Regions from separate parts of the Mus musculus genome. Here all the other regions are linked to region 3. A link is a contact called in public HiChIP or PLAC-seq and promoter capture Hi-C data. All regions are on one chromosome and are shown on one strand. The core of a region is the stretch at or near the end of the contact, and the rest is flanking DNA. Distances in the headings are between cores, read along the strand shown. Region 1 has its middle 55 kb from the start of 1700007L15Rik. Region 2 holds the start of Slc12a8 (solute carrier family 12 (potassium/chloride transporters), member 8). Region 3 overlaps Kalrn (kalirin, RhoGEF kinase).

Evidence for each region. Promoter capture Hi-C pulls out the DNA fragments that hold promoters and counts their contacts. HiChIP or PLAC-seq counts read pairs in DNA pulled down with a chosen protein or histone mark.
Region 1: an H3K27ac HiChIP or PLAC-seq map of extraembryonic endoderm stem cells shows a contact between it and region 3. The contact joins two enhancer-like sites. A contact is called at or near these places in 3 of 115 datasets of contacts at active chromatin or transcription factors (embryonic stem cells and extraembryonic endoderm stem cells) and 1 of 9 other capture datasets (embryonic stem cells).
Region 2: a promoter capture Hi-C map of embryonic stem cells shows a contact between it and region 3, with 2.9 times the contacts expected there. The contact joins the promoter of Slc12a8 here to the enhancer-like site in region 3. A contact is called at or near these places in 3 of 39 promoter capture datasets (the C10 cell line, embryonic stem cells and pre-B cells), 2 of 115 datasets of contacts at active chromatin or transcription factors (embryonic limb bud and embryonic stem cells) and 1 of 9 other capture datasets (liver).

Annotation. Positions count from the first base shown.
Region 1 is chr16:33,323,551-33,328,546 of GRCm38.p6, forward strand. No RefSeq gene overlaps it. Among named protein-coding and RNA genes, the nearest start is that of 1700007L15Rik, 55 kb to the right of the region's middle. Within about 2 kb of position 3,246, at least 47 of the 459 cell types and tissues checked have an H3K27ac peak or open chromatin away from gene starts, as enhancers often do. A contact at or near this core is called in extraembryonic endoderm stem cells, where this site is marked.
Region 2 is chr16:33,516,765-33,521,248 of GRCm38.p6, forward strand. Slc12a8 (solute carrier family 12 (potassium/chloride transporters), member 8) reads left to right here and starts at 1,431. Exons shown (of 13, transcript NM_134251.3): 1 at 1,431-1,612. The coding sequence starts at 1,565.
Region 3 is chr16:34,080,454-34,084,868 of GRCm38.p6, forward strand. All of the region lies in intron 34 of Kalrn (kalirin, RhoGEF kinase), which reads right to left. Among named protein-coding and RNA genes, the nearest start is that of Gm41448, 37 kb to the right of the region's middle. Within about 2 kb of position 1,863, at least 69 of the 459 cell types and tissues checked have an H3K27ac peak or open chromatin away from gene starts, as enhancers often do. A contact at or near this core is called in extraembryonic endoderm stem cells and liver, where this site is marked.

The DNA.
Region 1 (4,996 bases), core at 1,996-4,495, 760 kb before region 3:
CAGGTTCTTTTATTTGAGTCAAAAGCACTTTTTTTGATAAAGCCATCTCCCGAGCCCCAAATAATGTATAATTTTCCACCAAAAGAGATTAAATTAAATGAAATTCCATATGTGCATATGCTGACTCGCCCATGCTGTCTGGCCATAGAAATATCATAGAAAAAAGTAGCTAATGACATACGGAAACATATTTCTTATGTCTTCTTAGGTGCAAACAACAGTATTTTGTTGGGAAGAGAGAGTCTGTATTTCCCATTCTAGTAGTTTGTTGGGTGTAGTGGGTGAGAGAGAAGCCATGTATTTAGAATTAGCCAGCTGGGCTGTTGAGATGACCCCCGTTTGTTGGCCACAGGCGTTCATGGTCCCAGCTGAAAACCTATCACTTTCCCCTGCTTTCTTTTCATTGTTTTTTATGAAAGACGTCTTTTTTTTTTCCTTTCTAGTGATGACGCCAAATGATTCCCTAACAGTTTCTTCTTGTTTTGCAGTAATTTGATGTGTGTGTGTGTGTGTGTGTGTGTGTGTATAGGAGACTCGTTCTTTAGAGATGAGAAGACTCGACCTTTCTTTTATTTGGTAGCATTTTCTCACAGGCTTCACCCTCCCAGGTTCTGCACATGTGGAACCAGTGAGACAGAATTGTCCAGCCTGGTCTGCCGCCGTCTGCTGAGGCATCCACCATTGCCTCCAGCTCAGTAGGTCAGTAGGAACAGGAGAGACTGCGGTGACAGGTTCTCCGTCAGTTCTGATTTCTGTGGACAGCAGTTGAACTGCATCGCTAATTGATGTCTTTGTCATCTTCAACCAGCTTTCTGATTCTTATAATCTCATCTGCTACATAATTTCAATTCCTGTTTTGTTAGGGAAAGGAACTAGGACTTATAGGGGAAAGAGTGGTTCCAGTCCTCTTTCTTGTTTGCTTGCTTGTTTTTCCAAATTGGGTCTCACTGTGTAGCCCTGGCTGTCCTGGAACTTGTTCTATAGCCCAAGTTGACCTCAAACTCAGAGATTCACCTGCCTCTCCTTCCCAAGTACTAGGATCAAAGGCAGGTGCCTCCACTGCCTGGCTGTGAAGTCTTCTACCAGAGGCTGGAGAGATGGCTCAGCAGGTAAGAACACTGGCTGCTTCCATAGGACCTGAGTTCAATTCCTAGAACACACATGGCAGTTTACAACTGTCTTTAACTGCAGTTTCAGGGGATCTGACACCCTCACACAAACCTATTGCAGGCAAAATGCCAGTGTACATAAAAATAAATAAAATACCAATTCTCAAAAAGAAAGAAAGAAAAAGGAATAAACAAGTGCTTTTAACTGCTGAGCTATTTCTCCAGCCCCCTAAATAAATCCGAAAGACAGACAGACAGAGAGACTAGTTGCTATGTAATCCTTCTCCCCTTGTATATTTTCTATCTTCTCTCTTGGATTGTGAACTCCATAATCAGGTTACTTTGTTTTATCATCCTATTTCTCTATTCCTATTACCCAAAATGGTGCTTGTTTCGGGGCCCCGGATTGAACAGGGCTCAGGGCAAGTAGAGCCGGGAGCAAGCAGAGTCCAGAGCGAGCAAGCGGGGCCAGAGCAAGAGGGAGAAAGGGAAGGGGGAAGAGAATAGTGCTTGATACTGGACAAGTCCAAGTCTAGTCACCGAGTGGATGAATCGTTGAAGACATCATAGAAAGAGATACAAATGCAATTGTGTAGTTCTACACCTTTAAGATATCCTTGGACTCGAAGCAGTGTGTTGGGGGTGGGGAGGGTGAGTGGGGCATTGCTGCTTATCCTCGATTTAAAGTTTCTGTGGTGTGGTTTGACCTGCACTGTTAGAAACAGGGACCCTCAGTGCCAAAGCCCTCGAGGAACTGAATCTTAAAGATATGTCTTTAAGGGAGCTTTGGCATAACTGTGGCTTTTTGACGAACCTGAAGCCAGCGCATCCAGAAAAGCTGCACCTGGATTCCAGTCCCACAGAGACTCAAGATGGTAAGAACTGTGTCATTTTAAGACACTATATTTTGAGGAGGTTTTCTTTTTCTTTCATCCCTTCCTCCCCTCCCTCTCCCCTCCTCTCCCTCTCTGTTCTCTCTCCCTCTCTCCTTCCTTTCTTCCTTCCTTCCTTCCTTCCTTCCTCCCTCCCTCCCTCCCTCCCTCCCTCCCTCCCTCCCTCCCTCCCTCCCTCCCTCCTTTCCTTTCTTCCTCTCCTGAGACAAGATTGTCTGTGTAACTCTGGCTGTCCTAGAACACAACATGTAGACCAGGCTGGCCTTGAACTCACAGAGATCTGCTTCTGCCTCCTGAGTGCTGGGATTAACAATGTGTACCACCACACCTGGCCAATTTGGGGCGTGTAATCTCTTACACAGTAATAGTAAGACAAAGGTTGGGGGAGTGCCTGGTCTGGAGGTTTTTCAAAGGCAGTGACTGTTTACTGGGTACTTGCTGGATTCACGTGCTTTCACTGTCTGATCGACTTGAGAGGCCTTTCCCTCTTTGAGTCTGTGCACATTTAGGGGAAAACTGGTAAAAGCTCTACCAGGAAGCTGCCAGCTAGCTGCCTCTGCGTGTATCCTAATCCTCCAAGGGGTTGAGATAACGTGACAAGGCTTGAATCTCCTAAACACATGACCACTTTCCAGAGTAGGCAGGGTGTGCACCTCAGAGTTCGTGACAAGCCGGGCTGGGATAATTGGGATCTGGAACAATGGGCCCTTTGATTAGAAAGCTGTATGCTGTGCTTCCCAGAACACCAACCAACCTGCAGTTGGCAACCACGGGCTATTGATGCAGGCCGACTGGATTTAATAGCTCCCCTCCTGGTCTGCACACCTCTGAAGACGTGGTGCAACTTGAACAACCTTCCGTTTTAAAATGACACAGAGCAGGGACTTCTCCAGAGCCACTTCGAAGATGAGCACCTAGCCGGCAACAGGTAGTCCCTTGTTTTGAATCGCAGCCAGAGAACATGATAAACATGGGATTTGGTATGTGTGCACTTGCATGTGCACCCTTGACGTGTGCCCATTTGCATGTACACATTAACCCTTACGTCCCCACTGAGCCTCACATTGAAAACGTCTTCCATGTGCCAGCCAAGGACGTTGGCGAAGCTGCCAAGTTCTCCGGCCAGAACCAGCTAAATCGAGAGTTAGACCGCACTGAGTCAAACACTCCCTCTCAGAGACAGGCCTCTTCCTTGTGAGTAATGTGAGAGCCACAAGGAAGGTGAGCAGGTGGGGAATATGCTCACTGAATGCCACATTCCGTATCCTAGGGAAGAATGTCTGCTCACTGTGAGGAATGTGTTAAGCCCTGAACAGAGGGAACGCAGCTGTGTGGCTTTTTTTCCCCCAAATAAATTTCCTGCTTCTCTGGTAGCAAAGTACTCACACTGCCAGGCTGGACATGACTCTCTCTCTCTCTCCCTCCCATCTCTCTTTCTCTTTCTCTTTCTCTTTCTCTTTCTCTTTCTCTTTCTCTTTCTCTTTCTCTTTCTCTTTCTCTCTCATTAGACTAAAATAACGAAATTCTTTTTTTTTTTTTTTTTTTTCCGAGACAGGGTTTCTCCATATAGCTCTGGCTGTCCTGGAACTCACTTTGTAGACCAGGCTGGCCTCGAACTCAGAAATCCGCCTGCCTCTGCTTCCCGAGTGCTGGGATTAAAGGCGTGTGCCAATTCTTGAGCAGCTTTCTTTGAGAATTCGAGACATCACATAGACAGACAAAGCAGGGTCTTATTGGTAAAACTGGCCTTGTGCCAACGTGGAGATCAGACTTAAGACCTGAGCAAAGTAAGCAGATTGGAGCGGGGCTTTCCACTGGAGGGAGGCATGGAGGGAGGGGGAATACATCAGTCCTACTCCTGCAGAGTGTGAGGGCCTGCAGACACGCTCATTGGTTAGGAGTGGTTACCGTTCTTTTAGGGGATCTGGCAGTTCAGTTCCAAGCACCCACACAGCAGCTCACAACCAAATGTAACTCCAGTTCCAGAGGATCCAGTGCCCTCTTCCGTCCTCCTTGGGTACTACTCTGATGTAGTTCTCATCTGTACATGAAGGCACATACTCATATATACATGTAAGCCTTTAAAAATAGAGTGTAATAGTCAATCTTTTTTTTTTTTTTCCAGACAGGGTTTCTCTGTGTAGCCCTGGCTGTCCTGGAACTCACTCTATAGACCAGGCTGGACTTGAACTCAGAAATCTGCCTGTCTCTACCTCCCAAGTACTGGGATTAAAGGCATGCGCCACCACTGCCTGGCATAGTCAATCTTTATTGTCATTTAAAATGGATTTTAAATCACCTAAGAGACACAGAAGTGGCCAGATATCTGAGGATACTTCCAGAGAGGTTTGACTCGGCCTGAAAGAAGGTAGGGCCCTTCCATGGGCTGAGAATATCAACTTAATAAGAATGGGAAAAGGAAAAACATCTCTCTCTCTCTCTCTCTCTCTCTCTCTCTCTCTCTCTCTCTCTCTCCCTCTCTCTCCCTCTCTCTCCCTCTCTCCCTGGCTTTGGATGAACAATAACCATCAACTGCCTACTCCTGTGACCATGACTCCCAGCTACCATGGTTGTATCCCATTTTAGGTGTTTTTCTATTGCCAGGACCAAAGAAGTCCAGGAAGAGGGGTTCATTTGGGGCTACAATTCCTGAGGAATAGGAGTTCATCACTAGGGACGTGAGGCAGCAGGCAGGCTTGGCAAGTGGAGCTAGAAACTGATGGCTGAGGGCTCACATCTTTTATTATTATTATTATTATTATTATTAAGGATTTATTTATTTAATGCATGTGAGTACACTGTAGCTGTCTTCAGACACACCAGAAGAGGGCATCAGATCTCATTATAGATGGTTGTGAGCCACCATGTGTTTGCTGGGAATTGAACTCAGGACCTCTGGAAGAGCAGCCAGCACTCTCTCCAGCCCGAGGGCTCACATCTTAAGCCACAAACAGGAGGCAGAGAGAGCTAACCTGAGATGGCATGAGTCTTTTA
Region 2 (4,484 bases), core at 181-2,680, 560 kb before region 3:
ACCATGGGTGGGGAGTGGCAGAATGTGTGTTTTCTGTATGGGGTGATGAAAAAAACGTCTTGGGTGTAGTGATGATGGATCTTTGAGCACCAAACACTGGGAGCAAGATTTTCCACACTGTTAAAATGGCCCAGACTGCAAACTTTACATAAGACACCTTCACAGGAACAACTTCCCTGGAGCAGCAAAGAGAGGAGAGGGCGCCACCAGTGTTCCCGGGCTTTGCCTTCCCTTTTGTTTTAAAAGAACAGCCTCTATTTTTAGGGATTCCACACAAAGGCTTGTGGGCGTGGGAAGTACTCCCAGCTGCCCTCCTGTTTCTCAGAAACCCACATGGAAGCCTGGCAAGTTATTTAAGGTTTAGGAACTATGCCAGATTGAAAATGGAGATAATTTAATCTCTCTGTATGTTAATTCCCACCCCTCGTCCTGCAACCCGAGGTGGCTCAGTGGTCCTGCTGAAGTGGTGAGGGTCAGCCCCCCACCCCCGCCTCTCAGCATGCCCGGGCCGCATTCTGGAAGCTCCATTTCCTGCCAGTTCGGTGTCACCTGACTGAACCACCGCCCTTCGGACAGGGGGTGCTCAGGGCCTGGGTCTCTAGTCCAGATGCTCGAGTCCGGACGCTGGGGCGGGGTCGCCCGAGATGCAGGGCAGGTGGCCAGGAGCGCTTGCGGCCACGTGGCAGGACCGGGTGGGGCGGGCGTGGCCTCCGGAGCCTGAGTAGGAGCAGGTGAGGGTGCGGGCACTGCTCTGTGGAGGGGAAGAGTGGCTGGGGTCGCAAGGACCTGACTCTGGTGCCCAGAGCCTCATCCCGCAGCCCTCAGATCTTTTTAGGGTGATGTGTCCCAAAGGAATCTTGCCCTATTCCTCTCCCCACGAGTCTCCTGCAGGATGGGGAGCACGGCCAGTTGCCTCAGCCCTTCTCCCTCCCTCTCTTTTTTCTTTCAAATGTCATGGGGCAAGGTCCCTGGCCTCAGGAAAGCCAGATCAACTCCTCTGGTGGGCCAGAACTGTACTTTTCTGACATCTTTTTCTTACCTGCCCTATTCTGGCCAGGGTCCAGGGGCCTCTCAAGACAGCCGCCAGCCCTCTGGCTCTGCCTCCAGTACACTCTGCCTGCACTCACCACCAGACACGGGTTCCAGCAAGACCCCAAATGTCCTTGCTCTGAACAAAGGGTTCCCAAGGCACTGGGGAAAAGAGTGTAGGACTATGTCTTTAAGGGCTAGGCAGCTGAGCAGTCAGCCTAGACCATTCCCCAATATTCAGGAGTTCAGGGAGTAGGGAGTGAACTATAGGAGTTCCTGTGACCCCAGGACAACGGGAAATGATCAGGCGGGCTCTGAACCATAAATGAGGTTCTGAAGAGAGCAGTGGGGAGGAGTCCCCAGATGGGGCCAACAAGGTTTCTACTTCACCCACGACCTTTCTCAGTGCAGAGGAAGCTGGACAGGCAAGAAGCAGCAAGGGAGGGAGGGAGGGCCTGGCCTGACAGAGTGATGTTTGCTTTCCAGAGTGGTCTCCCTATCTAGATAAAAGTATCAGAACCTCACTTCCTGGAGAATGGCCCAGAGGTCTCCGCAAGAACTCTTCCACGAGGCAGCCCAGCAGGTAAGTCTGGTTACAGGGGTGGTGGTGGAGCTGGCAGAGGCCATCAGACAGACAGGTGCCAGCAGAGGGGGGGTCTGTGGCAGTGCAGTATTTTCAAAGCAGTTATCTCAGGTTTACTTAGGCGTTGAGGGAATACCTCGGACAGCAGTTAACCGTGCAGAAAGTCTCCTTTGGCATTAGCTGTAATGTACTCCGCTCTCTGCCCTCCACCCCATCATGGGAAGAATGCCACGAGTGGAGGCTGAGACTCAAATGATATGAACTCCCTTTAATAACAAATCAGATCAAAGTCAGAAGGTAAGTTTATTTCTAGAAAAGCTAATCTACGGAAATCAGGGGGTTTCTGGACTCCCTGATGTCTGCTGGTTTTGTTTTTATTAAGTCCTTCTTGTTGGTTATTAGTGTGTGTGTGTGTGTGTGTGTGTGTGTGTGTGTGTGTAGTGTGTAGTGTAAAATATTCCATTTGTGGTCGATGGTTGATATAGAATTGAAGGATTAATCCCTTAAATGAAAGCCCACACCTTGGTGCTTATGGGGTCTCTGCCATCCGTGTTCAGTCACCTTGGTGTTTCATTGCCCCCTGGGTTTCCTTTATGCTTTGTAGTGAGAGGCAGGGAGGTGTTCCTGCACTGCAAGAGAGGGGAGTAAGCCCTTCAGCAGGAGAAAGAATATATATTTCAAGAACAAGGTCTAGAGCTGAAAGTCCGGAGGTGGTAGGGGCATCCAAGCCACATGTTAACCCTTTTCATGTGTGCACAGATGCCAGTGAAGGCGTGCTGCCTGCTGACCAGCAGGCGGTAAATGCTCCATAAACATATGACAAGGAGTGGCAGAACTAGGCTGAAGTCAGTTAATGACTTTGTAATGCAGTTGGGGGATGATCTAGTCTCCAAGTAACAGTATTATATGTTAACACATTGGTGCTAGTCTGTGTCATTAAAAACAAAATTAAAAACAGAATAAAACGAAACAAAAAAACCTTTGCTTTCATTTCTGAGTCCTCAAAAATTCTGTGCCAGACCATAGGGGATGCACCTGGTTAGTCAGGTGACCAAAGCCAGGAGTGGAAGGAGTCTAAGACCAAGGCTTTTGCTGGGGATTATTGCAGGAACGTGAAGGCAGGGTAGAGTGAACAGTTTGGGGTGTGCCACTCTGAAGAATTTTTCTGGACTCTGGATTAAGTGTTGGTCTCTAGTTTCCTAGTAACTGACCCTGGGATGATTTAGGTTGGTGTTAGGAGTTAGTGGCCGCAGCTCTAGACTGAGAATTGGTAGGTTGGCTTATGAAAGACATAGTCCCATCTAAGCTTTTGCTCTCTAAGACAGCCAGTAGGATTTGGTCTTTGCCTGCTTATGAATGGATGGCTTGTATTACTTCAAACATTTACATTGCCCTCTGCTACATTTCATCCATGACCAGAAGCAGAGAAGAAAATTGCTGTCTTTGTCACTATATGATAGATCAGCGTTTGCAAGATGTCTAGATGTTAAGGATGCTGAGGCACGAATTTTGTGCTCTAAGTGAGGTGCCCACCGGGTGGTACCTAGAGCATGGTCTGACTTCCTAAGGAGAGGCTATGTGACTTTTAGCTTCATTTTGTAATTTTCCTCACAAGATATATCTTTTCATAAACGGAAAAAAAAAAAGAACTAAGAGGAGGAGAACATGACTCAGACACTGGGAAGCACTTCCTCCCGGGTGTCATTCTGCATGTGACATTCCTGCCTTTGTCCTTCTTTTGCCTGACCTTGCTGTGCTAAATCACGTGTGCATTTGCCAGCTGGTCCTTCTGATCATGTATACGGCCGCCCTGTGGACTAAATGTGGACTAAATGTTTACTGAATGCTTACTATGAACCAAGTCCTGTATTATCATAGCATTTTCAAGAATTGTCTCCTTAATTTTTCTTACTCCTCTAGAGTAAGCTTAGTCATTAAAGCCATTTCATAGGTGAGAAAATAGAGGATAGGTGAAGAGACTCACTCAAACTCACAAAGTGCAGAGTCAGCACTTAAGCCCAGTCTGTACGTGTAACCTTGACCACCAGACTGTAACACTTAGATCTACAACCCCTTGTTGGGGAGTTCATTTTAGATACACAGACACACACACACATACACACACACACACACACACACACACACACACACACACCTAACTCCCATTTGAAACTAAAATGCCTAAAGCCAACCTGAGAATTTAGTCATCCATTTCTCTATAACTCACAACCACAGGCTGCTTCCTCCCCATGGTGCTCAAGAGACAGGCCAAGGCCGAAGGGTTTTATACAACATTCCATAGCCTGTCTTCCTACTGGACTCTGCCTACTTAATCCCATGTTATACATGTGCCAAAGCTCTTCACAGAATTTCTTGCCACCACAGCTGGGGTAAAGGTGACAAAAAGGTTCACAGATGTTCACTGCAGACTAGTCACTACAGCTTAAAAATAATAGCTACCTCACTGCTCTTTGTCTCCCATGGAGATCCTTGATTTACTGTCTGTTCCCCTCTGGCTCCCGAAGAGGCCCTTGATTTACCATCTGGATGGATTATGCATTTTGCATAAATTTGGAGCAGAAGGCATATACCAGAAAAGAGGAAATTTCTGCACTCAAAGAACTCCAGTCCTTGTCAGTCGCCCCGAAGTAACTGTATCCCAGAATGTAAAGATAACGAATGTTAAGTGTTTAGAACAAGACAGTGCTCACTACCTGGTGGCTACTGTGATTTTTCCATCTGTCTGGGATGTGTTTCCCGAATTTACCACACACTCTATTTCTACCAACACTTCAAGACCTGAGGCAAATGGCTGTTTATCCAATCCCAGACATACAACCAGCATGGCTGAACATCGCCCATACTCCAAGCA
Region 3 (4,415 bases), core at 613-3,112:
ACTGAAGCTGGGATCTCCAGAATGCACACAAAAGCCACATGGTCATGGCAGCCCACCTATAACTCCAGAAGACACACATGGGATCCTCAGAGCAAGCTAGCTAGTGAGACTACAGTATTAGCAAGCTCTGGGTTAGAAGAGAGATCCTGTCCTTAAAGATCATGGTGGAGAGCCATCCAGGCAGAGAGAGTCCTGATGTCAAATAGACTTCCATATGAACATGCATACACACATATATCCACACACAAGTTAACATACAAACACACGCACACATAGACAACACATACAAACATATGAAAAGAAAAAAGAAGGAAAGTTAAAAAAAAAAAAAAAGAATCCACCACATTGGCCTCCAGGGTTTGAGAGGAGACCACTCTTAGGAGAACCAGCACCTAAACTCAGCCCAAGATCTGCAGATCAATAGTGGAGAGGCTCCTACAGCCCAAAGATCAGGCAAAAGGCCCAGACAGGAGGCCCATGTCCCACATCTGTCTCCTTGAAAGCAGTGCTCACTTGTCCACCCCATCCCACTTAGGAGCTCGTTCGGAATGAAGGCCTTGTAAGGACAAAAAACACCTGGCGCTGGGGAGAACGTTACAGCCCTCGAGCTAGAGTCTGCCTGCATCCTCTGAGCTCGGGAGCCAGGAACTCTGTGTTTTCACCTAAATCCTCACAACCACCTATGTTCTCTAGAGCAGACTGTGGAAGGAACTGGCCTATGGAAGTCAGGTTACCAGACAGAGCTGGCACACTTAGGGAGCACTGATGCCAGCGAGAAACTCAGCGCTAAAAGAACTGCTCATGATTAGATCGTTTACTGAGAGCGAGAGAGCGAGGGGGGGAGAGGGAGAGGGAGAGGAAGAGAGAGAGGAAGAGAGAGAGGGAGAGAGGGAGGGAGGGAGGGAGAGAGAGAGGGAGAGAGGGAGGGAGGGAGGGAGAGAGAGAGAGAGAGAGAGAGAGAGAGAGAGAGAGAGAGAGAGAGAAGAGAAGAGACAGCTAAGCCCCAGATAGCTGGCTGGCCTACACTCCCTCCCAGTCAAGTCCACTTGTGATACTAACCAGGCATTTCCCCACAAAAGCTTTGGGCTCTTTTTTGCCTCTTAACTTCCAGTGAAGGCACTTTGTAAAGACACAGGAACTCATAGGACTGCTTGCTAAGCATCTGTCAGAGATCAGATAGAAACACAGAGATGATCCCATTGAATCATAACCTGACCCAAGGCCAGAAGCATCACACAGACGCATTCTACGGCACAGAGTGCTGAATGCGACGGACCGTACTTACACATGGGGCTAAACTGCCTTCAGTGCTCTGCTCCTAGTGCCCGTCTTGACACAGCCATTCTACAACCAGGACTTCAGACACTGGTCCCGCCCCGTCTCTGCCATATGCACCCACGGATACAGAAGAAGATGCCAACCGACTCAAGCCTGGAGCCGGTGGTGGCAAGCTATCAACATAGCACAATGAGCAGGTTGTGTATCTCTCTAACCTGTGACCGGTTGTCTTTGGATTAGGAGACAAAGGTGAACACATAATTGTAGCATAATGTTTGGCAAGTAGCCATGGCAATTACAAGCCACTGAGTTATGTCATGGACATTTTACAATGGGAGGAATCTGGGAGGGCCGGAGAGTGTGAGGGACTTTCTCTGAGCGACTCAGACAAGCTAGGATAAAGGCCAACAGTGATACCTGTGGTCCCGCCCCGCCCCCCACTGCCTCCTCATCTTCTCCCAGGGCAGCTTAGGCTCTTGGAAAGGCCCATCCCCCTCCCTTCCCCCTCCCCTCTCCCACACATACACACTCCCTGGGAACAGCCCAGCTCTGGTTTTGCTCTCAAAGCTCTGGCTTGCCTCGCTGGCAGAAGGGTCAGAGTTAAATTTAGACCTGACCACCTCCCTGGGACTGAGCCGGATCACTAGCTGTGTGAGGAGAGAGGGAGTCAGTGTAGTATGGCTGGCTGCTGACGCTCTCAAATGGAAGCACTATTTGTTAGGCTGAAGGGACAGAATTTCTAAACCAAATCACAAGGAACTGGGAGATTAAAAATTAGAAAGCTTGAAACAAACCTTACAAGGGTTGCTGAGGCTTCTGACTCTGACAGAACACAAATGAACAAGCAGGGTTGTTGCTGGCTTTTCTTTTTTTTAACCTTTGTTGTTACTATTTATGTGTATGGGTGTTTTCACTTGTGTGCATGTCTTTGTACTGCATGCATGCAGTTCCCATGGAGACCAAAAGAGGGAGTCAGATACCCTAGAACTGAAGTTCCCAGACAGTTGTGAGCTGACAAGTGGGTGCTGCACATCAAACCCAAGACTTCTTGGACTTAACTGCTCAGCCATGTCTCTAGGCCTATCCCTGAACTGACTTAGAACAACGGCCCACAATCAGATCTACAATGTATCCAAAGAGGGGTCCCTAGACACACCTGAGATGGGGGCCATAACTGTGGAGGTGGTGGGTCCTGGGAGAGGCAGGAGCTGTGGATGGCGAGACCTCAGGACAGAAGCTGATCCCCGCCTTTGGGTGAGTGGGATGGGTGGGTGCTCAGGATGAGTGGGAATGGCCAAGGGAAGAGGCAGGGAATGGGAGTCTGCTGTTTTTAATTTAGATCCCAGTGGTAAGCTACCTAAGATGAAGCTTCAGGTCACAGGTTGACAGTTCCACAGGGACAGAGGTCATAAAGTAAAGGTGCCACCATGGCCCTTTGTGGCCAGAGAGCACAGATGCTCAGGGTCTGCAGAGTAAAGGCTTCCATGTGAGTACCTTGTCCCCTTCCCTCCCTGTGCTGCCCAGGCTGGCCTTGACCTCCTGGCTTCAGTCCCAGCGTTAGGACTGTGGTGTGACACTGTGCCCAGTCTATCCGAGCTACTGAAATAAAGCAGCTTCAAGCAAGGTACCCAAACTGGAACTCCACACAGCCATATCTGGCCCTGTGCACTTTGGCTGTATTCTCTTTGTGGTTTCCCATAATACTTAGCAAGGCCTTTTGGAAAGACTCCTTTAATAGGACCCAGAGTTCACACAGTGTGTTAGGGGCCCAATGAAAGGGAGCAACAAAACTTTTGATATTTATGTTACTCTTTCAGACAGGGCCCCAGTTGCCCAAATAAAATCCATCTCCACACCCTGCCAAGGGACAGTCTCAGTGTCCCATTGATTTTTATTTTGACTTGAGAGCACTTCAGAAGATGTGTATAAAAGACAACACACACACACACACACACACACACACACACACACACACACACACACACAGGAACCTAATCCATGGCTCCATCTACATTTTAAACGGAGAAGGGGTCTTTGGAGGAATTACCCATGACTAGGAGTCAGACACAGTCTGGGAGCCCAGGCCTTGCTAAGCCCGTGTGGAATTCATAGTTCTCAGTTTGACTGGACCACACTAGGTGTCTACACCTGGCTTCAGATTTGAACTGAACTGAACTTCCATCTGGCCTGGAGGGGTCATAGGAAACCCCTTGGACGTCTTACAAAGTCTTCTGGATTTGCTTGGATACTCAGACAGACTCTGATAGAATAAGACCAGCTGGACCTAGCTCTTGGCTCTTGGTTGTTGATTACCAAGTTGTGGTTTGAGATGGACTTGGGTCCCCTGAGTGGTAGAGGGTCCCCAGAATCCCAGTAGACATCTGTGAGCACCAGATGTAAGTAAGTGGCTACCACGGGAAAGGATTTTTGGTCAAAATTTAGTTTCAGGAATCTAGGAGGAAATTCCAGTTTGCCGGGTCCCCCGTTGTCCTAGATTTTTTTTTCCAAAGAGCTGTGCTCTCCGCTGGCCGGATCCAGTCCAACTCGCTCTAACTTTTCCAAACAAAGAGGCAGGTGCATTCTGCTTTCACTACCCTCCCCCTTTCAAAGGCCAAGTCATCTGCTATAGATAGTATGATGTCATCTCCCTAATTTCCACTAAAAAAATAAAAAGAGGCCAAAGTACAATGTATAGTACTCAGCACAACAAGGACTTGCAGAATATCATCTCCACTCTAACACGGAACCCAATTCAAACAATTGTGGCACTCTACTTTTTTTTTTTTTTTTAAATTAAGCTGGTGTGTGCAGCAGAGGGGCATCTCAGTTTGAACTAGCTTCACTTCATGCCCACTGAGCCCCAGGGAATAAATAGATTGGGCAGCCCTACTTTCTTTGTGGTCCACTGCATGTTTCTGCTCCTTTATTCACTTGGAATTGCAGTCCTTTAAAAGCCCTAACCTGTGTTCTGTGCTTTGGGAAGCCTCCCAGATGACCCCATTAGCATCTGCTTAATTACATTAATTAGCAATCAGATAGGAACTCACAATGCCAGCATTCTTGATCTTGATGACAAATTCTTCCTTTTCTTGTTCGTTTGCTATAACTGTTTCACACTTACGGATCAGTTCCCAAGC